3 separate regions of the Anser cygnoides genome follow, and regions 2 and 3 are each linked to region 1. Evidence: chromatin contacts called from public Hi-C data. All regions are on one chromosome and are shown on one strand. Each heading gives the region's core, a stretch centred on a gene start, on an enhancer-like site or on the middle of the called end of the contact. The rest is flanking DNA. Distances are from core to core; before and after follow the strand shown.

Region 1 (3,012 bases), core at 175-2,674:
TACTCACAGGGAGGTGATGAAGTGCAGCCTTATGAGTTACTGTATGAATACTAACCTTCCAAAAGCACTAAAGACGATGGAAGGTGGTTTACTGGTATTTGGCTATAGCTCCTACATTATGACTAGAAGGGAAAGTTCGGAGCAAGGAAACTTTTTACATCCTGCAGGTTGTGTGAGAACTTACTAGACAGTGAGCACATTCACTGTCAAACATTCTTCCCTGGAAATAGTTCAGAAAAACAACAGAGGGGGAAAAAAAAAAAAAAGACAGAAAAAAAAGGACAAATGCAATTTAAAAACCATCAATAACAATGTAGCTGCTAGCTTATGATGCTACATGGAATAAGAATAAGCTGGCAAAGGACCAGCAGGAACACGAGACAACCAGGGTTGTGCTTTCAGTTACCTGTAAAGCTATGGAAAATTAGCCCAACTTAGCAGAACTACTTTGGACTCGTGTGTGTGCAAGACGACTGACTTTAGCATACCGCACATATATTAACTTTCGGTATAAACTAGAAAAAAATGCAGAGGAACAGCAGTACGAAGATGTGGAGGAACTGCGTCATGGCGTTGCTTGAGGAAGAAGAAAAGGGTTTGAGAGCCGTTGCCTATTTGCCAGGAAATCATCACCCAGCCCACGAAGCACACGGGAAGGCTGTTCATCTGGTTGGCAGGGCACAGCCACTGGTTCCATCAGGAGAAGGAGATTTCCTCATTGGCTCTGGATTACAGTTCTGCCACAAATGCTTACGTGACCCCGTGAATACCCCGATGCTGTACGGCACGCCACGGAAAGCGCCCACGGGCAGCTGGGCTGTTGTGCACACTGCCACAGGACGTGCAACAGAGCGCCACCGGGCGACACTCAGCTACCTAACCATTTTAAATTTGGGATTTAAAAAAACCAACCGTGTATCTTTTGTTTCAGCGATTTCACTGTGCTGTCAGCAGTTCTCCCGTACCATTTCAGCTCTACATCAGAGCGCTGAGCTGTTTGATTTGTTTTGGCATAGCCAAAGCCTTTCAGATTAGGCAAGCAAAACTTTTCTGTATTTTTTTATTTACAGCAACAATTTAGAACCAGCTTATCATTGGTTTAAGGCTACACTAATGGCATCTGAGCAACATGACAAAATATATCAGCAGTGAAACTATAACTAATAATTTAACATTTAAAAAAAATGATTGCAATATCTAGGACATATAAAATAAAACAGAAATGCGGTGATGACTTGAAGATTGTATCTCACTTCATTACAGAACACCAGGTAACAAATTCCACTTGAGGAGGCACTGTCCTCCCTTACTGGCATTACCAGCCAAATCACTGGAAGATTTCACCAGCCTGCAGGTACAAGCAGGATGAATGCAGTACTCTGAAAACGTGGAATACTACAGCTCAAGTCTCCAACGTCAATAAACTGATTTTATTTATTTATTTTTTCCAATATGGACATATCTGGAGAGGGCTAAGAAATGGGAGACGGTGGAAGTTCTCTGAAGCAGAGAGCTGAGTTCAGTACTGACAACTTCAGGACATCAGCCTATGGGCTTCTCCACCCCACATTAACAACCTGCATGTCCCCAGTCTCACACTGCCTTCCTTCAGCATGGAGTCCTGTCTTGAAATGCTCTTTCAAAGCTAAGGAATACGTGAGGAAAAAAACAAACAAACAGACAAAAACAAAAAAACACTGCTTAAACATGTTTAAATTCAATGATGCAAAACTAGGAAATTTATGAAATAAGTCTTAAAATAACTAAAATGTTTGAGCTGCCACCAGTCCCTTCTAATTATCATTTACGCAAAGGTCCCACGAACAGGACTCATCATTTAGAGACCAGCTGGCACAACCATTTCAGTCTGAATTCAGTTAGCAGGTTAAAACAGCTGCTTCTGCAAGCAGGAAAATGAACACAACGGAACGGAGGTTTTCGGTCTACCTCTGTTTACTTCCAAGGATCTGTGACAAAATCCCTAAGTAAATGATTAATCATATCTTCCAAGCTAGTTACGTAACCTCAATGACCCAAAAAGGATCGTCGTGCCCAACACGATGCCAAAGCAGCAAGGTAGCACAGAATACCTGTTTTTGTTAGGTTGTATTTTTTTTTGTTTTGTTTTTTAAACTAACACAATATTGTTTATGGGTGCTATAGGTGCTCGTGATGTTTTCATTTAAGCTGTTCTGCTTTCTCTACGATAAACAGCTCATATCAAGCACACTAAAACCAGAAAGTACATTTCCAGTAAAACTTCACTGAAGGTGCACGTCAGCTTTGTTATTGCTAGAAGAAAGGACAAAGGAAGAAATATGCTGCTCAGGGGAAGGGGGCACAAACCATGAGAATTCTTGCAGAAATTAATAAAAACATGAAAAAAAAACATTGTTGTTGGATTGTATAAGACCAACAACTTCACTGACCTTGGGCTCTTGTACATGACAAGTTCTTTGCTGCTACCTGGGCCACAAGGAATTGCTGCTACCGCGTGCTCCAGGCAATGGCATATTGATAATTGAAGAATTGATAATTCTGAATTATATCATCACTCATATGGTTTAAATAAGCATAGCAATCATTAATAAACCATCCTGTTAATATGCTCAGTAAAACAGGCTTATTTCAAAGATGCTTTCTTGGGAGATCTCAGTTGGAGTATAAGAACAGAGACCTCAGCTGCAGTACAATCATTCAGCAACCCTCACAAACATTTTTAAGCACTTTGTTCGATCTGATCTACAAAACCTGCAGATCTAAAAACTCTCCTCAGAGCTTCTAACCTGCCTGGGTCTTAATGCCTTTTCAGCTGGTTTAACTTGGCAAAGCACGAGAACAAACAAAAGCCTGGCAGCAAGGGGAGATCATAATATTTGCAAGCAAAATATCATTCAGTCACGGAGTGACTGACAAATCACATGATGGCAAGGTGAAGTCAGATATCAAAGACACAAACTAAATTACACTGAATGCAAGCCAGCCCTGTAAGCTGTTAATCCATCCTTTGTT
Region 2 (3,012 bases), core at 208-2,707, 100 kb before region 1:
TACCAACAGCACATCCCCATTCACCTTCCCCCAGGCGTTTCCCCGTGCAGGGCAGGGACAGCTGCTCCTGGGGAGAGAGCTCTGCTTTTTTAGGGCCCCACACAGCCCCTAAGGCAGGTGGTAGCACCCGAGTCCCACAGGGGTGCTGGGGGCAAAAGGCTCTTTGGCCAGAGCCCTGTCCCCTGCTGCCGCCAGCAGAAACACCATGGTGTTTCTTCTTCTTGCTTTCCACGCAGCCCCTGGGAATAAAATCACGCAGGACACAGCAGCCCTGGTCCCTTGGGACAGCAGAACTTGACGTTGCCCCAGAGGAGCCGGCAGGAGCCATCGCTGCTCCCCAGCCGGAGCACAAAGCCTCTCTCCTGCTCGGCCCTGCCTGGGCAAGTGACCTCCAGGTCCGGGTCTGTGCCTCCTTCGGGAGCAGCGGTGTTTGCACAGGGCCTGGCACCGCTTGGACCCGGCAGCGCCCCACGACGCGCGCCCGCGGCTCTCACCGCCCCCAGCCGTGCCCCAGCAGATGCCCCGGGTGCCTCATTTCCCCCGGGCACAGGGGCAGAGGATGGAGGAAGAGGGGCTTCTGGTGGGCGAGACGTCACCCACCGGCCTCCCGCCTGCGCTTGGAGCCCCGAATCCCAAACTCCCTGACCCCCCCCCCCTTCCTCTGCTGCAGCCGCTAGGTGATGCTGTGCCGCTTTTAATTATTAAAAAGCGCCGGCGATTTTCGGACACTTCAGCGAAGCCGGCGCTGGAGGCAGGGAATGTGCTCCGGGCTTCGGCCGCCAGCCGCCGCTCCCCCCTCGCACCCCCCCGGTGCAGGGCGCTCCCCCCTCCGCCCTGTTTCATCAAGCAGGAGTGGGCCGGGGGGGGGGGGGAGAATTAAAGGGCTGTGTCCCCCCGGGGACACGGACCCACAGCCCCAGGGGGAGCTGCCAGGGCTCCCCAAGCGGGGACGGCGGCGGACAGGGGGTCCCCGACGGGTGCCCGGCCCTCAGGGCGCCCCTCCCGGCGCTTGGTTTGCTTTTGGGGGGGATCCCATTGCTGGTCCCTCGGCTCTTCTCAGCCCCGAGCAGGGGGAAGCCGGGCTGAGGAACCCCCCCCCCCCCAAAAAAAAAAGCACCAAAAACTTGTCGGGGTGGCGGTATGGGGGGAGATGCCCACCCCCTGCCCGCCGCCTCCCCCACTCACCGCGGGCGGCCGCGGCTGCAGCGGTTGCCCATGTCGCTGCCTCCTCCGCGCGGCAGGAGCGGCTTGTGGCCGGGCACAGCCCGTGTTTCCTGCTTCCCGGCCCCCGGCAGCTCCCGGGGAGTGTCTGCCCGGCTCGGGTTTCTCGCCAGCGCCGCGCCGGGGCCGTGCGTGCCATCTACCGGGGGGCTCCGGGCTCCCGGCTGCGGTCCCGGGCCGGATCCTGCCCGTTCCCCGGCCTTACAAAGCTGTCCGAGGGGAAGCTTCGGGCTTGTGAGTGCGTAAGAAGCCCAGCTCGCGGCGTTAAGGGTGTGCAGCGCAGCCCCCGGGCTCACCCCCGTGCCTTTCACCCATCCTCTGTACCCCCGGGGAGATCCCTCCGGCCTGCGCCCCCGGGCCGTGCCCCCAGGAGCTGGTCGTTGAGCTGATGCTAAATGCTGAAGGCGCCGTGTTGGTGGCACCCTGGGGCAGAGCCCGTGAGCTCCACAGGCAAGGTTTGGCGGCTCTGCGCTGGCCTCACAGGTGGCTGAGCTTTAATTCACCCTTCTGGCCGGGGAGCCAGCCCTAGCCCCCCGCTCGGGCTGTGCCCCTGCCCTCGGCCAGGCTCACGGCACCGTTTGTCGGGTGCCCGAGCGCAGGGCAAAGCCTGGGGCTGTCCGGGAGCGGCAGGAGGAGAAGGGTTCTGCTGTGCACGGACCACGGGGCGCTGCTGCTCTCGGATGAGTCCTGGGTGAGCTGCACAGCCTGGCTCTGGCACTGAAATGCTCTGGGGTCACCCAGCACCCCCAGCACCCCAGGGAGGATTGAGGGTCTGGCCGAGTCGGGATTCGGTCCTGTCCCAACAGGACCCTGTCCTCGGGCTCCTGCAAAGGCCGGGTGGTCTCAGGAGCCTGCGTCCCCCTGGGAAAGTGCCGACTGCGTGTCTCTGGGTTTGCCACAGACCCTGTTGATTTAGTGAGCCCGCGCCTGTTTTGATTTCTGGGATAACTTGGGCTTTGTTGCTTTGTGGAGAAAGAAAATAAAAAGGCTGCGAGCCTGTTCCCAGCAGCCCCTGACACAAGCGCTGGAGCTGCTGGTTTGAGCTCCACCGGCGAAACAGAAAGGCATCGAAAACATTGGCAGGGCTGGAGAGCACTTGGCTGCCGTTCTGCATTCCCTCCGCAGCCCCTGTCTGCGGGGCTGGGAGGCAGCCCTGGCCTCCAGCGCCCAGCAAACCCACCGGGCTCCGGCGTGCGCAGGGGTGGGGAGCAGCCCCCGGCCGCCACCAGGCAGTGCCAGCCCCGCGCCGCCCGGGGCAGCCGTCTTCGTGTGCCTGGAGACGTCGTCTGGGTGGCGAGCTGTGCAATTGGCACAGGACGAGCCTGCGAGCGCCCAGCGAAGGAGAATGAACTTGGTGGAGAGCAAAGGCAGGGCTAATAAAAGCCAGAGGGGGAAGAGAGCAGCGTAGCGGCTGCTAATGCTGGGTGTTTGCACTGCAGCAGTGTCAGGGTACTGCAGGCAGCGGGGGACTGGGAGCACACTGTGATGGGAGTGGTACAGCACACAGCGAGCTGGCATCATCTCCAAAAAATGAAGATGGGAGAGCTCTGAACTCATCTGGCCACTTCTGCCTTAGGATCCGCTCCCTGGTAGCCCCAGCCCAGGCCCCGTGGCTGTTTTTGGGGACCCGGGTGGGTGCTGCTGCGAGTGGGATGCGGTGTGTGCGGTGCTGGAGGCTGGTGCTGCGTGCGCCCAGGAGCAGGGGGGTTGCACGCAGAGCGGTCGCTTCTCGAGGGCTGGGAAGTTCCTGCCCTTACAAGCGGCCACTTCAGGTGACTGACGGCCACTAGC
Region 3 (3,012 bases), core at 131-2,630, 88 kb before region 1:
ATACTTCCTCTGCATGGAGGTAGATACTTTAGACTCCTTTGAGAAGGGCTCCTGTGTGGGAGTGATAAGGACAGCTCCGTATGAACTAGCAAGCAGGGATTTGTTTGTTGTCTCTGCTTCATTGAATCTTGACCTCATAGCCATGCTGCTCTGTGGAATACAAGACTGGCGAATGCTCTGGACATCAGACACACGCTTCCTCCGTCAGTTTCCTCGAGGAGAGCTAAGGCTTTTCAAGAGTTTTTCTCTCTATCCACCTTCCTACGTGCATGATGTCAGCTTTTGGGTTCCCGATGGGGAACAATTTGATGAGGTTGCTTTTCACACCATTGCCAGGCAGGTGTCAGGCGAAACGGTCGCATCCATCCAGTTAATCGACAGCTTCCATCAGTCAGAGACGGGGCGGAAGAGCCTCTGCTACCGAGTGACCTTTCAGTCCTGTGACAAGGCCCTGAGCCGCCGGGAGGTAGCGGCGATGCAGCTGCTCTTCCGGGAGGAACTGAAGCAGCGCTTGCACGTAGCTCTCCGGTAGGGCCATGGCTGCCTTCAGGGGCTCGGGCGGCCCTGGGCTCGCTGCTGCTCTGGAGAACGTGGGCTGCACCTGGCTGGGCCCCATACCGTGTGCTGCAGGGCCTCTCGCACCAGCGGCGTGGGCTCTGGCACCGGCACACACTTTAAATGTGGGAATTTTGTTAATAAAGACCAAGCGTTTTTGTGTTGTGTGTGTGTAATGAAACCTCGTTTTTTAAAGTGGAGCCTTTCTTTGCTAGGGTAAACTGATCTAACAGACAGCTGTGCTATGAACGCTGTGTTATAGCTGCAATAGATGTGGCTGCTGACAGAAAACTGCAGTAACGGGCTGGGTTACAGGAAACCTGATGGGTTGTACTGAGTACCAACAGCAGTGGTGGACGCTAAAAGCTCTTTCTTCTCACAACTGTTAAGAGAACTAAGTAACCACCACCAACTTCTGGTGACACTGCAGGCATTCCCAGGTTGTGCTGGGTGACTGGTGGCTGCTGCAGCCCCCAGGTGGTCCTAGTACTGGCGGGTGACATTGTTGGTAAGGGTATGGTTGGACCAGATATTTTAGAGGTCTTTTCCAAGTTTAATGATTCTGTGATTGTATACTGGATGTGCTCCGCTGCACTGCAGGCACGGGGCTGAGGGGAGCAGCCTCGCCTGAAGGGGTGCAACTACCACAGGCAGCTGGTGGGGGCTGAGGGGACACGGCGGGGGCTGAGGGGACATGACAGGGGCTGAAGGTACATGGCGAGGCTGACAGGATGTGACAGGGTGTGAGAGGACATAACAGAGTCTGAGGGGACACGGCGGCGGGCGGAGCTCCCCCGGCTGCCCGCGCAGGCGGCGTGAGGCGGTGCCGGGCCGTGCCCGCACCCGGCATGGCGGCCGGCGGCTTCGGCGCCGCTTCCGTCTCGTCCGCTGGAGGCAGGGAGCGGGCTGCCGGCTGCCCGCACTCGGCATGGCGGTCAAAGGGGCCCGGCAGCGGCCGCGGGCAGGAGGAGGAGGAGGAGGAGGAGGCGGCGAGGCGGGCCGGCCGCGCTCGGAGGCGGAGGAGGCTCGCCTGGAGTAGGCGGCGGGGCGGGCTGAGGGGCGGCGGGGGGGGAGCGGGACCCGGCTGAGGGGGAGCGGCGGCCCCCGGGGTGGCTGCGGGCCGGGCTGGTGTGTCCCGCTTCAGGGGGCTCCCCTCAGCGCCCCCTCACCTCCCGACCAGGGGCAGAGGCCTTGGGCTGTGGGTTTTTGCTCCAGGGTGGTGGTGGTGGGGTGCTGGGGGTCCCCAGGGTGGTGGTCGTGAGGTGTTGGGGGTCCCCTGAGGAGGGCAGAGGGTGTGAGAGCCTCCTCTGTGTGCAAGGTGTGAGGGGAGAGGGGCTGCTTGCAGTGATAAGGTGGAAAAGGATGGTTTGGAAGTGTTGCCCAAGGGATGTTTTCAGGCAGTAAGGGGGATTCCAAAATAAAATTATTTCTTGGCCCCTTGGATAGCAGTCAGTGACTTTCTGCATGCAGGTTCTTGTCAGTTCTTTGCCTGCTGTCACATCTACTTGATACTGCTAATGAGTCATCTTAGTGCATATTTATGTTCTTTTTACTGACTTGTCTTGCTGCATGTTTGTATTCTTTGTACTAGACCATCTGGGAGCAAAGCAGGACAGTGTGGGCCCCTGAAGGATCAACGGCGTTCAAGTGTCTCATCTCAGCCAGGTTCTGTGCAGCTCTCCTGAGCAACATCTCGGATTGCGATGAGACGTTTAACTACTGGGAACCAGTAAGTGGCTCTCCGGCCTTGGAGGCACTTGGGAGCTTGTAGTTAGTCTGCAGAAATGCAGATTTTCTTAGAACCTTTTGCTAATCTGTATTTTTCAAGGAGAAACGTACTTAAGAATTCAGAAGTGGGAAATGCAAAACTGTCTACGGTGTGATGCACTTCATATATATACTAATATTCGTTAATCTTCATTTTAGACACACTACCTCGTTTATGGGAAGGGATTTCAGACGTGGGAATACTCTCCAGCCTATGCCATCCGCTCCTATGCTTACCTGTGGCTTCATGCCTTACCAGCGCTGTTCCATGCTAGAGTTCTACAAACTAACAAGGTAAATCAGATGCGTCAAAACTGCTTTTTTGATTATTTTTTTGAAGTGCCTTTAGTTTGAGTTAAACAGCTGCTTTGTTTGTTGTCAGAGTTACGAAACGCTAAGTCTACAAGTGCTGACATCCCTGTAAGGATTTGCAAGGGTATGTGAGCTAACTCAAGAAGAACCAAGGAAGAAAAAAAAAATAAAAGAAAAATTTAAGATTTTGCAAGCTGTATTGCAAACAGCTCACAGGAATACTTAAAAAAAAAAAAAAAAAGTTACCAAGTGCACATTCTGCCATACTTCACGTGTTTCTGCATAGCATGAAACAAAAGAGGAGTAGTTCTGATCAGTTCAGTGGACTGTGTTAATTTTCTTTGCTGTAAAGGACTTTAGGGTTAGAGGGTAGGCCTT

What was found. Hi-C and Micro-C count contacts between places; a contact is called where the count stands out from the background.
Region 2: a Hi-C map of liver shows a contact between it and region 1, with 4 times the contacts expected there. The contact joins the promoter of C21H11orf52 here to the enhancer-like site in region 1. A contact is called at or near these places in 2 of 7 Hi-C or Micro-C datasets (both in liver).
Region 3: a Hi-C map of liver shows a contact between it and region 1, with 1.9 times the contacts expected there. The contact joins the promoter of ALG9 here to the enhancer-like site in region 1. A contact is called at or near these places in 2 of 7 Hi-C or Micro-C datasets (both in liver).

Annotation. Positions count from the first base shown.
Region 1 is chr21:4,223,542-4,226,553 of Taihu_goose_T2T_genome, forward strand. The region is part of intron 3 of SIK2 (salt inducible kinase 2); the gene reads right to left. The region is part of intron 1 of LOC106039789 (a long non-coding RNA gene); the gene reads left to right. Among named protein-coding and RNA genes, the nearest start is that of SIK2, 17 kb to the right of the region's middle. Within about 2 kb of position 1,425, at least 1 of the 3 cell types and tissues checked has open chromatin away from gene starts, as enhancers often do. A contact at or near this core is called in liver, where this site is marked.
Region 2 is chr21:4,118,809-4,121,820 of Taihu_goose_T2T_genome, forward strand. C21H11orf52 (chromosome 21 C11orf52 homolog) reads right to left here and starts at 1,458. Exons shown (of 3, transcript XM_066981099.1): 1 at 1,186-1,458. The coding sequence starts at 1,360.
Region 3 is chr21:4,135,819-4,138,830 of Taihu_goose_T2T_genome, forward strand. It overlaps ALG9 (ALG9 alpha-1,2-mannosyltransferase), which reads left to right and starts at 1,381. Exons shown (of 16, transcript XM_048063246.2): 1 at 1,381-1,590; 2 at 2,147-2,169; 3 at 2,172-2,284; 4 at 2,482-2,616. The coding sequence starts at 1,484. It overlaps FDXACB1 (ferredoxin-fold anticodon binding domain containing 1), which reads left to right. Exons shown (of 5, transcript XM_066981085.1): 5 at 1-720. The coding sequence ends at 532.